2 separate regions of the Arachis hypogaea genome follow, and region 2 is linked to region 1. Evidence: chromatin contacts called from public Hi-C data. All regions are on one chromosome and are shown on one strand. Each heading gives the region's core, a stretch centred on a gene start, on an enhancer-like site or on the middle of the called end of the contact. The rest is flanking DNA. Distances are from core to core; before and after follow the strand shown. Region 1 holds the start of LOC112747249 (FT-interacting protein 3). Region 2 holds the start of LOC112747282.

Evidence for each region. A called contact is a pair of places that touch in the nucleus more often than the background predicts.
Region 2: a contact with region 1 is called in a Hi-C map of leaf, with 5 times the contacts expected there. The contact joins the promoter of LOC112747282 here to the promoter of LOC112747249 in region 1. A contact is called at or near these places in 3 of 8 Hi-C or Micro-C datasets (all in leaf).

The regions. Positions count from the first base shown.
Region 1 is chr2:68,441,376-68,448,398 of arahy.Tifrunner.gnm2.J5K5, reverse strand. LOC112747249 (FT-interacting protein 3) reads left to right here and starts at 5,205. Exons shown (of 3, transcript XM_025795213.3): 1 at 5,205-5,480; 2 at 5,849-5,921; 3 at 6,086-7,023. The coding sequence starts at 6,236.
Region 2 is chr2:68,788,029-68,794,762 of arahy.Tifrunner.gnm2.J5K5, reverse strand. It overlaps LOC112747282, which reads right to left and starts at 4,619. Exons shown (of 11, transcript XM_072218552.1): 1 at 4,215-4,619; 2 at 3,474-3,579; 3 at 3,018-3,089; 4 at 2,789-2,930; 5 at 2,623-2,676; 6 at 2,321-2,520; 7 at 2,170-2,226; 8 at 2,016-2,074; 9 at 1,686-1,829; 10 at 1,056-1,185; 11 at 265-490. The coding sequence starts at 2,641. The coding sequence ends at 2,048.

The sequences.
Region 1 (7,023 bases), core at 3,956-6,455:
ATGCCTAAGTTTTTTTCCTTCCTAATCCGTGGTAGGTAGCCACAGATTATTATGTCCAATCTTTTCCAACCATAAACCCTCTTAGCCTCCAACGATTTACGTTGAAACTAGAACCGTGGTTAGCTCCCACGGTTTACATAAAAATGAAATTACACATGCACGTAAGAAGTTTCTGTTTTGTGTATACAGGTAAACGATTCACACAATTTATTTAATTAGGTAAATTGCCTTTTTTTTTCTTTTTTTGGTTATTATAATGTGAATAAAATTTTATTTAAAATATGTGTAAAACATAGAATAAAAAAAAAATTAATAAATTAAAAAAAATTGAAAATTTTAAATACATGAAACTAGTAAGAAAGATTAGTATAAAAACTATTTTAATTCGCATCCTTTAGTTTTAAGAACTAAAATAAATCATTTACCATAGTTTATTGTACATCAAGAGTTTTGATTTTTAATAGTGCATCTAATAACTAAACTTTGGTTAACTAAAATAATAAATACTCGTCTTCCCAATCCACTCAATTATTTTATTATTGATAATTCAAAAGAAGTCTAATTTGTGGACCACCACAAGATCCCAATGTAAGCTTTATTTATCAGTTTGTAAGTAGTTAGGCTATACAAGCATAGAGAAATGTAGAGGACTCCTACCAAATTCACATGCTGGATTATTTTTGGTCCCAAAATAGCTAAGGCTGAAATCCCATCCTTCTCCTTTTCCCTTTACTGTTCCACTAGACCACTACTCTTCGCGATTTTTTGGTCAAAAATGATAAAGAGACCATTGTTAATTTGTTATGACATAGGAATATGCAAATCTTATTTGTAAAGAAACTCATTGACCCGTCAATTTTGTACCATAAAAGTTTTCATTTATGTATGCTTACATACAGGGAATTGGGATTAAAGCGTAGACAATGTAATTATTTTTAGGGAAAAGTCTAGGGAGCCAGCAGTTTATTGAATTTTGGCCAGCATGTAACTAGCAGGAGAAGATGAGTCATTGGATGAAATTTCATACCAATCTCACACCATCAAATCATCATTGATGGCTAGTTGATGGCTAACAATCACAAAAATTGCTGGCCCCTAGCATTGCTCTATTTTTAGTCTCTTCTTATAACTATTATTTTTTTAATAATAAAGAAAAGTATTTCTTTCTATTTTTAGAATTTAGACTCAATTATTGAAAAAAAAAAACTAAAACCCTTACCATTTTAACTAATTTCATATTAATCACTATTATACATATTAATTTATAAGAAAAATGACAAAAACTAGATTCGTATCTATTGATATACACTATTAGTCTATTATAATACTTCTTAAATAATTTTAGCTCAAAATTGAGTTTTTATGAACGGAATTTTTCTTTTGATTTTGTTTTATGATGAACTATATAATATGGACAAATGAATTTAAATGAGTCACTTTTTATTATATTAAAAAATTAAATAAAAAATAAAGAGTTTATTTTTATTTGATTTTAATTTATCTCTCTCATTTTTTGCTCATCTTAAAATTTTTATCATTTAAATTAAATACAAACTAATAAACTACTAAATAATACCTAATCTGTTTTATATTTCCAGAAAAAAAAATTGAGAATTCATCTTTATGCCATAAAACCCAAACATTAAACAACAAGGCAAGATTAATTAAATTGACTTATCTTGTAAAATATTAAAATATTTATTTATTTTTTGAGACACATGTCAATAGTAATATTAAAAGGGTCCTGCTACACATATATGCAAATAACGCATACAATTTTTATAAGTTGGCCCAACCCAGGTTTAAGTCACGCGCACTCCTTCCCTTTAAATGGAGCGTCAATTCCACACGCGTCACTCAAATGATTACGCTTCGAAAAAACCGCTCGTTATGACTCACTCTTTCTCTTCTCCTTCAAAGATAACACAAATCCTCAAGTTTCGAGCAACATTCCAAACTGAAGAGACATTCGAACTCGTCGCGAATAACAGCAGAAACCATCAACAAAATATTATTCAAGGTACGTTATTGTTTTACTCATCTTGTACATTTTTCACATTTCTGTTTCTGATTTCGAAATCGAAGAACTATGTTTTACTGTTCTTCTTATTCTAGGTTTTACTCTTCTTGTAAGTTCCTTTAGGTTTTACTGTTCTTCAAAGTGGTTCTAGGTTTTACTGTTCTTCTTGTTCTAGTTCTTCTCGTAACTGATTTTTTGCTGTATATTGCTTAATTTATTGGGTGTATATGGAGTAATTTGTATGGGTGTATATGGTTGATTGTTGGGTGTATATGGCGTAATGTGTTGGGTGTATATGGTTGATTGTTGGGTGTATACGCCGTAATTTGTTGGGTGTATATTCCTGAACCCATATCATGTAATATAATCAACTGTTGCAACTGTTCTAATATTGCTTGTCCATGAGTGTATATTACTTGACATTGTAATATTGCTAGAGCTTGTATATTTATCCATGTTTCAGTGAATTGAACATAATTTTGAACTGATCTAATTAAATACTTATGAAATCGGTTTGGGTGTATGTGCCTCATCTAAGTTTTTACCGTTTATCTTGCTCTAGCTTTTACTGTTGTTCTTGTTCTAGTTCTTCTTCTAATTGATTTTTGTGTGTATATTGAGTAATTTGTTGGGTGTATATAGCGTAATGTGTTGGGTGTATATGGTTGATTGTTGGGTGTATATGACGTAATTTGTTGGGTGTATATTTCTGAACTCATATAATTTAATATAGTCAACTGTTGCAAATGTTCTAATACTGCTTGTCCTTGGATGTATATTGCTTGACATTGTAATATTACTTGAGCTTGTATATTTATCGTTGTTTGAGTCAATTGAACATCATTTTGAACTGATCTCATTAAATACTTATAAAATCGGTTTGCGTGTATGTGGTTGATCTATGGGTGTATCTGACTGATATCTATGGGTGTATTTTTCATTGCAGTAAAAATGGAAGGCAAAAACCAAGTTGGAAAAAATGGAAGGCAAATCAGTTTTTCATAATAGAAATATATCTAACTCTAATTTTGCTTTGTTTATAGCAAATCAAGGACCTAAAGTGTGCAACCCATCTGTTGAGTGAGAAATTCAGAAATATGAGCGAGGAGAAGTGATGCAATAAGACTGTCCAGGCCATCTTCATTGTTATTGAGTCCATTTTGTCAGATAGATTCTAATGATATTGTCACTGATTAATGTAACTGTTATATACTCTTGTAAGAAATTGAACACATAGTGTAAATATATTTGATCCAATTATAAGTAAATTTTTTTCCATAATTAAACTCTCTCTGGTGTATTCAAAATGTTTGATTTACAGGTACTATAATATGAAGGAAAACATCAAACCAAATATACACCCATAAACTGACATTTTACACCCAAAGAATGTTGATTATACACCCAAAACCCTAAACCCCTAAACCATAAACCCTAAACCCTAAAAATTAAACCCTAAACCTTAAACCACCCAACCTACTATACCCAAATCATTGAATTTTAGGGTTTAGGGTAATTATCGTATTGTTTGACGAATTGAATAAGCGAGCTGTTCCGGGTAATAAATTTGTTAAAAAATGAATGCATGCTCTCGCTCCTTTGTGTGCTGCTTATCCCTGCCCAGAAGTGGTGATCCAGATAGATTGGAACCCATATATGACGGTCTGCATAGAGATCTGCATAATACACCCAAACACAGACTATAAATACACCCGATAAAAATTAAATTTACACCTCTGCTGCAGATTTTAACCCAACACTACCTGAAAGCTACTTGTTGTCCACAAGACCAAAATTTAGCAGAAAATCATTCCAATTCCTATCAAATGAATTTTTTCTATGAGAGTTCCATTTTCCCTCTCTGCTACATGTAATCAATTGATTCTTAATCTCGTTTCCCTTCCTATTTGTGTTCCGAACTCTTGTAGAAAAACCTGCAGCCTTGGCGTAGTTCCTGTAAAATTTTCCAGCATCTTCAAGGGTGGTAAAGGTCATTCCAACCTTCAAAACAAATTGGCCATCAATAACAAAGAGAGGCTGCAGAATACACCATGTCAAAAACTATAAATACACGCAATTATTGCTAATATAATACACCCGAACGGCACCAACTCAACTAAAATGACAATAAAAGCCATAAGCTGTAAATACACAAGCTGCAGAATACACCATGACAAAAACTAAAAACACACCCAATCATGTCTAATATAATACACCCGAACGACAACAACTCAGCTAAAATAACAGAAAAAGCCATAAACTGTAAATACACCCACACTCCCGAAAAAATACACCCAAAAAAGTTTTGATCTACACCCGAGCGTCTGCTATAAATTCCAGATAATCAATCAAAACTAATACATTACATTCAATCCACAGATTTATGTTCACGGGGAAGTTTCACAGTCAATGTTCACGAATTATTCAGCTACACAATGCTATACAAATTACCGCAACAAAATTCAGAGTAATCGTATGTAAATCAAACCTCAGGAACTTCGTTAGATTCAAATTCATAATCCACTTCGCCCTGATTCAACTGACAATATGAGGTTGAATCATCCATTATCTTCAAAACGAGTTCAAACTTTGATTTCAAAAACCAGAAAATCGAAAAGAAAACAAAACTGGAGTTACAGAAAGAGGAACTAACGTCAATAACGAAGAACAAACCAATGAGAAAGGAGAGAAAAAGAACGATCGAAAAACCAGGGGAATACGCACGAGAAGAAGAACGATGAAATTCGGAAAGAAGGAAAACAAAGAAGGAAACAAATCTTTTAAATTTGGTAGTTATACAAACGCAAGATCTTTATATAGCGCGTGTAAGTGACGTAGGAGTTGCAGTGCATTTTGGTGGATTAGGCATTAATGAACTTGTAATAGTTACAAGCCCTAATCACTTGTATACTGAGCTTTTCCCATATTAAAAAGACTTTATAGATAAAGATATTTGTTAAGCTTAATTTTATTAAAAAAATTTTAATCTTTTTATTAAATACATTATACATCTCTTTAAAATTAATTTTTTTTGTTTTTCAATTAAAATTGTCTATAATAAGAAATAAGATCTCTAGCAAGTCACTTGTTAGCAAAAACTATATAAAAATGTATAATTGGAATAGAATATAATAATTTTATAATTTATTTACTATATGTTTAGGATAGGGATCAATGGATCATTGATTCATTGGTAAGACACGAACATGACGTGGCACACGTGTGAGGTGGGAGCGCATCTTGTTCTTTATACGCATCAGAGGTCCAACAAAACGGAGAGAGAGAGAGAGAGAGGGGAAGCTTCAGCGTATATTTGCATTGATTCATCATATCCTTAAGCTAATGGGAAAAAAATAAAAAAAAATAAGAAGAAAAAGGAAAAGAAAAAAAGTAAAGCATGGTTACTCGCCGGTTCAGTTCTTCCTTCAATGCCCTCTTAAGTCTTAACTACGCTTCTTCGGTTAGTTCTATTTCTCATTTCAACCATATTATTTACCTTCACAAAATTAACCATTAAAATCCATTACTTACTTCTCTTCCTCGAAATATCTCAAAGTTTTATTGTTATTACTTTTTAAAGTTGCTTCTGAGAGAGAGAGAGAGAGAGAGAGAGAGAGAAAAGTGAATTTGAGTTAAAGGGTATGTCTAGGAATGTGGAAAGTTTGAGAATTTGAAGCTTTACTCATTCATCACATGCTACATTCTGTCGGCAACAACCACCCCACCAACATTCTAGGTTTCAGATTGTTTATTTGTGCATGTCGAATCTCATCAATTTGTAATAATAATTCCTTTTTATTTTGGTGCTGTGATTTCGCATGCTTTCAGTGTGAACATATCGGATCTAGGGGTTGAGTTGAAGTAAAAAAGCTCTTTGATTTTGGTCAAGGTCACTTCACTTGTAAGTATCTTTAACTCATAGATTAATCAGAGATCTATGTTCGTGGATTTTAAATGTTGCATTTATCTTGTGTTGTTTGAGTACTTTAATGTTTTCCCCAATATTTAGGTGACTTGTAACGGCTATTTGACTAGTGTGTTTTTGTTTTTGTTCCCCTTTTTCAGGGTGCTGAAGAATTGATACCCGTTGTATTTAGTTTTTTATTCAGAAGTGTGTACTTTAAGATTGGAATATTCAGTAGTTGAAATTGTTGTGAAGTGAAGCAGCTTCTGTAATTTGGAGTCGGTGGTTTTTTGTTGTTTTGAACCAAGAAGATGCAGAGGGCACCGCCGGAGGACTTTTTGTTGAAGGAGACAAAGCCCCACCTCGGAGGTGGGAAGGTCTCCGGCGACAAGCTTACCAGCACCTATGATCTTGTTGAGCAAATGCAGTACCTTTATGTGAGGGTTTCAAAGGCGAAAGACTTGCCTGCTAAGGATCTCACTGGCAGTTGTGACCCTTATGTAGAAGTCAGGCTGGGAAATTACAAAGGTACCACCCGGCATTTCGAGAAGAAGACTAATCCCGAATGGAACCAGGTCTTCGCCTTCTCGAAAGACCGGATTCAGGCTTCGACGCTGGAGGTTACTGTGAAGGATAAGGATGTGGTGAAGGATGACTTCATTGGTCGCGTCTGGTTTGACCTCAATGAGATACCCAAGAGGGTTCCTCCAGATAGCCCTCTTGCGCCGCAGTGGTATAGGCTAGAGGACAAAAATGGCAACAAGGCGAAGGGCGAGCTAATGTTGGCTGTTTGGATGGGTACTCAAGCTGATGAAGCATTTCCTGAAGCATGGCATTCGGATGCAGCCACCGTTAGTGGAGCCGATGCTCTTGCAAACATTCGATCGAAAGTGTATCTGTCTCCTAAGCTTTGGTATTTGAGGGTTAATTTGATAGAGGCACAAGACTTGCAGCCGAGCGACAAGGGTAGATACCCTGAAGTTTTTGTGAAGGCAATTCTGGGAAATCAGGCATTGAGGACTAGGATCTCCCAGAGCAGAACTATCAATCCAATGTGGAATGAGGATTTGATGTTTGTGGCCGCGGAACCATTTGAGGA
Region 2 (6,734 bases), core at 3,370-5,869, 350 kb before region 1:
CCAAAAAAGAGGTTCGTAGCAAGCCACATTACTAATCATATTAACTAACCATAACTATACAAATATAAGTAAATAATTGAAATATTAATACATTGATAGAGTATAATTCTTGGTAGTGGATTTACAAAATTCCAAGTACAAAACAAAGATATCCCAGCACGAAATTCTTAGTATAAATTAAACCAAAATCAGCTCAACCAAAAGCAAGATAATATTACACTAGCTAAGGTAACATTATCCTAGGATCATAACTATATGATAATCTTCCATAAATTTGCACTTCATATTAAGTTTATATTTGAATATTTACAAGAAAAAAAAAGGAGCTTAATCACATTTAATCTGCACTTCATACATAATTAAAAAGAAAAAAAATAACTTAAAAATTTTTTTCAAGAATAATCAAGGCCTACCCTGTAACCACCATCAAACCTTGCTCGAAATATATCTGACTTGACTAAACAAACTCGATGAGCATAGAATCTTTTTCCTGTAGAAGGAAAACAGGGCAAATTAGTACATAAACTAATTTCTGACATTAGTTGACTTAATTATATAAATTATAATCAGTATTTGATCAGTGATGGAAACATTTAATTCTTTGATAAAGGATCACTATGAGTCAGACTCAATAGAATTTGATCAATCCTTTTTTCTGTCGTTAAGGTAGAGAATGTGTTTCCAATGCCAGTAAAAAGTAACCCAGCCAATCGTATTTAACATCCAGAAAACTGCCAAATCGATCTTTCTTTTAGTTGTTGAATCTCTCTTTGATTGGTCAATGCCCTTTTCTCGCGTTACCCGAAATCCATTTGCCTTCTTTCATCCCATTTTAACGAAACTAAAAACTAAAATTTTGTCTGAAATGTAATGCACGCATATCGCAATATATACCTTATTATCTTCAGTAAACATTTTACAAAAAAACCTCCTTATCACTTTATTTATTTATTTTCTTTGACATTAGTATGTGTATCTGCTCATTTAGGTCACTAAATTTCTTAAAACTATGTGAAGAAGAAAAAAACAACTTCGAAATGCACATATATATATACCTGACGCTTTCGAACCCTTGCAACAGAGCTTTGAAGTTCTCCTTCAAGCTTAGTCAATTCTTCGTATTGGAGAAAAGCTATGCCTTTTCCAAGGTAGCGCTGAATCCTCATCTCAAGGTAGTCTCTTTTTCTATCAAAAGCATCTAGAATAAGATATATTATTCATTTATTCAGCTTAAAAACAGAATTTAAATAGCTTACGATTCAAGATTAGCTAAAAGCAAATGAGATTTAGAGTTTAAAATTTGAGTTTAATTATAATATATTATATTCAATTATATATATATATATATATATATATATATATATATGGATGATAATTTATTAATTCCTTTATGGTAATCAGATATCCATATACAACTAAATTCTCAAAGTTTTATATATGACCCCAAGAAGTTGGCATATAAAGCACCAAAGTCAATTTGATCGGATATGGTCTCATACAAATCCATATATGCCATCAATTTATACTGTAGGTGTATAAATTTAAGTTTTCATAGAAGATTTTTATATTTGACTCCAAAAAATGGGTTTCATCAAGTATCACTAACCCCAAATCTATATAGACATAATTAAGAAACAATAATGTTGTCGGCAACCCAAAAAAATTGGAAAGGAAATATTTAATACCGTTTAGTATGGAGAGCCTTGCCAGCTTTCATGAGAAAAGGAACTCCATCCCATATTGCATTGTCAATGAAAAGCACGGCCCTTATATTGACCAACAACAACATCTTCTAACTGAATTGGTCTCATTGATTTAAGAACCTTCACCTGAGTTTGAGACAACAATCTTAAGTGTAATCATTGAATAGAATTGATCAATTAATAAAGCATCATCAGCAAGTTCAAAGGTTATCAAACTCTAGAGTTCACCTAAACTCTTGGAGCTTTAGTGATCTTGAATCATAAAACTTAGCTCATAATCTCAATTTCGAGGCTTAAACTTATAAGACTTACCTTTTCATTTCTGATGTCCTCGGCATCCAAGCTCACAGGAGTTTCCATTGCAAACAAGGCTAGTATTTGCAGAAGGTGATTTTGCATTATATTATAAGGAATTTATTAATAGAACACTAAGATTATATTATAAGGTAAAATATAATAAAAATACCTTTAGGATATTGTGCAAAGCAATGGCTAATGCAAGGTTAAAACCAACCTGAAGGCCCTACATAATTACATATAAAGAAGAATTAATGGCATAAAGTTACAATATTAAGGCAATAACATGCAACAATAACACCAAAATTGAGGTTTATTACCTTCACGGACCCAAGGAACACTGCCATTCCTTCAGGAAAATTATGTAAGCTAATACAAATGGCAGTGATAATTCCGCTGAATAAAACTTCACGGCTCTGCCTTTTCATAATGTCCCTGTTTCTACGCTCCAAGAAAAATGTTCTATAACTACACTCACCTGGCTCATCACCCCACTCCCTAAAAAATTGATAGAAAATACCTACAAAATGGAGTCGATAAAATGGATCTGATTAACCATAGTTTAGTTTTTTACAATCTTCTTGTACTAAAAAGTAGTGTATTATCATGGTTTTTCAACTACCTTTGAGTCTACAAGTCATATCTTCTTGCGAGTTTTTTCTATTGGTTTCTTTGTCTGCACAAAGAAATAGAACAGCCCCATAGATTGTAATTTAAAATTCACTCCATAAATCAACATAAGACTACTGGGTCAGCAAGCTTTTATGATAGTCAATTTGTTATCTCACCAGCACCGAGGAATAGGAAAGTGTGGTCGGCCAAAGTTCAATGCTTCAATTATAGTACTTGAATATCATCATTGAAGACTAGATGAGATGTGCCGTATTTCGCAAGCAACTCGAAAGCATTGTGATTTGCAAAATCTTCAAACTGTAGAAAAAACATTTTAAGGTAACAGAAACTCAATTGAATGATTCAGGTTCATAACATCATAAAAACTTGTTTAAAATTCACAACCTGCACAAGAACTTTTTCCCCATAGTTCTGCTTTACAGCAGCCATGAACTCACTCAGAAGTTCAGAATATTCCTATATAGAAACCAGATATCATCAAAATCACTTCATATCAATGCAAATGAAAGTGATATGCAGATATCAAGGCATGTATGTAATGTTATAATGAGACATATATAATGGTATAATGAGAAGAAAAATGTTAGTAGAAGATTGAAAATGCAAACTGCTGATGGACGAAGCCCTCCTAGTGCTGTGTACAAAGCCAATTTTCCAACAGGAATTCCCATTCCTTGAAATGAAACGCATCTAACATAAACTATATGAAGCCTAAGTTACTTATTTTACTATATATCATGTTTTCATTGAATTAATGTATCTATATACTAAAAAGTAACAGCTTCAGATAAAATAGAATGATAGGAGTCTAGTAGTTATAGTAAATCAAGGAACGAATACCTGACATCCAAGGTCTCTGAGTCCTAAAATTCGCTCGCCATCTGTGACAACAATAACTTGAATACTCCTCTCAGGCCAATTTTTCAGTACCTCAAGGATCTTGCACCTGAAAGAAAGCCAAAAGCTCTTATGATGATACTGAATCAAACACAGTACAAAGTTGCATACAAGAAAGAAATTTATTATATACTTCGCTTTCAAACTATGAACCCTAACATCCTTTTTACTTCAAGAAAAAACCAAAATTTTCAATAGAGAATAACAATTTTTCATTTATGTCTCTTCACCTTTATAATATATCAAATCAACTTAACAAAATCTATATCAAATTCTTTGCCTTGACCTGAAAAATTTACAGAAGAGAAAAGTACATTAGAACATAAAAAACAGAATTTGTGTATAACTTTGCCAAAACTATATCATCAAATTATCACAGAAACTAATATCTTTGAAAAATTTTGAAAAATTGAAGAAAGCAAAGAACAAGAAAAAATTAGGAACAAATCCTAATTGTAATGACTCGACATGACATAAAACTTGACTCGACTCAAAGCTTATAGAGACTCGCTAGCTCGCCTTCTTGATCTCCTCACTAGCACCACCAAATCTGCGCCCAAACCACAACACCGAATCCGCGCCCAAACCGCACTTTGAGTGCTTCAAGCCACCGGAGGAAAAGCAGAACCAGTGGCACAATCCGCAGTGGAAGATGACGCAGAAGCAGAAGATTTAAAGCATTACCTCAACAATCTGAATGAAATTGTCACTCTGAGAGGTCAACGAATTCATAGGCTCCACGATCATCTCGTCCTCCATTCATAACTCTGCACCGGCAACGCTTTGACGGAGGAGACGACGGCGGTAAGGAGATGAATGGCGGCGGCAGGGAGATCGAGATTTTAGGGTTTCACAGAGGTCCCTCTCCCACTCTCTCTTTCTCTTTCTCGCAATCGCTCGAAGCCCCCTCTTTTGAATGTTTTTTTTTCAATTTTTGTTATGGGCTAATATTTATTTGGGCTAGAAATGTTTTTAGTATTGATTGATCTGTGGGAGTTATTGTTAATATAATTTAGAGGAGTTTTACAAATTGTCACTATTAAAATATATTATAGAGGTTTATAATAACTCCCACTAAAAGACTACCACAAATAAACAAGAATTTTGTAGTATATATATATATATATATATATATATATATATATATATATATATATATATATATATATATATACTATTAATGTTAAAACGTACTTCCACACTGCTTTAGACTTTGAAAATTTTTCTTAAACCACCAACGGAACCCCACTTTTATCCTGAAATATCAAATACAAAAGTTGCAATGAAAATGAAATAAATTATAAATATATAATAATATGTTAAAAGATTTATTTAGTGATCATGATATTAGAATAGAGGGTAAAATATAATATACAGTATGACCCATTAAATATAGTTACTTCTAAACTACTTACTCCCTTTCCAGTTTTTTATAATAATTAAAGTCCCATGTAAGTTGTTTCAAAGTTGAAAGTTCTGTTTTATTAATCAAATGCATAGTAAGCACTAGACAGTAAAAAATAAAACTTAAAAAATAGAATAAGTGATACATCAAATAGTTAACTTTTTTAATGACAAAAATATATTTTACTCAACAATATACCACCATCAACAAAGTACATGACTTATATTTATTTTCTTTGATCTTGTAATTAACATACACAATTTGAATTATACCAACCTCCAAAGTTACTATGCTATTCATTTATTAGAACTGTATCTTAGTTTAATAAAGATATCACTCAGAGTATGTTAACTAATGGTCATTACCGAGTGCGCACGCAAATCATACGTAGACCTATTTACAATGCCAACACACTTAATCCAAACGCAGGAACACTCAAATAAGTGAAATAACTCAAGTCTCACTCAATTCCTCCTATAATACACACGCAAATTTCAATCCCTCAAAAATATTTCTATCTAAAAAAAGACAAGGCATTTTTTCTCAAATTCAAAATGAAAATAAATTTCACAAAAATGAAAAAAAAGAAAAAAATATATACAAACAAGCACAAAACTGAAATAGTAAACTAAACCTTTACTTATTTTTATGAAGTTAGCTTTTCTTGATTTCCACAAACAATCACAAAAACTGAACTTTTATTTGTTTTTACCGTGAATTTCTACTGCTATACACACACATAAATTAAATTAAATTAAAAAAATAAACAGAGATATAAACTCAGAAGATTAACAATTTTAAAAAAAATTTAAACAACTAAATAAACTCTTAACCCCCAAATGTTAAAAAAATCAAAAGAAACTAATCAGAGAAAGGGAAGACCGATTAGAGGAGGCCGCGACGGTGATGAACAAGTGTGGAGCAGAAGGCATCGATGCTGTTGAACGAGCTTCGTGTTGGACGTGACAATGTTGAGGAGGCGATAGTGGCTGATCGATAGTGACCAGCAATGAGAGTGAGTGAGGTGGCAGTGGTGGTGGCGAATGGTGGCGAGGGGGCTGACGGCGAGAGACAAAGAGAAAGGCGAGAGATCAGAAGTGAGGTTGCTGATGTTGCACAGATGAAGGGGAGGGGTTCAAAAATTCGAATTTAGGGTTAATTGTACAGGCGAACTTACCGTAAAAAAAATTTGCTGGTAACGCATAGCCTGTGACCAAAATGGCACGTTTTATTTAACTACCTTACCATTGTATTTTTCTACCCTAAATTTGACGGTAATAATCACGCCAATTTTTCTTTTTTTGCTCCAATTATTTTCGGTGAATTTACCGTCGAAAATTGATTTGACGGTAACTCTTTTACTCGACAAATTTATTGTCAAATCCGTTAGTAAATTCGCTAGTAAACTCGCTGCTAAATTTTGACGCTAAATTCGACGTTAAATCTGATGGTATTAAGCATTTTTCTTGTAGTGTACGCAGTGGTTTTGGAGTCATATATCATACTTTGGTGAAATGATTGGTGTTGAAGCTAATTACTAAGATTGAAAGGGGAAATGAATACGATTTTTTTTAATATTGGCCAAGTGTTGGTGTTTTTACTAAAAATGACTCATTTGTTGTGTAATCTAAGTTTATAGAAAAAAATTTTTCTCGGGCCAAAATCATCGGAACCAGTCAATAAGCCGAGATGGAGGGGGCAAATTGGTACTTCGCCAAAAAAAATGAGGCCGGCTTTGGAAATGGAGGTAGAATGTTAGGGGCATTGTCGTCACTGAAAGACAAGGCGTTGGGAGTGCT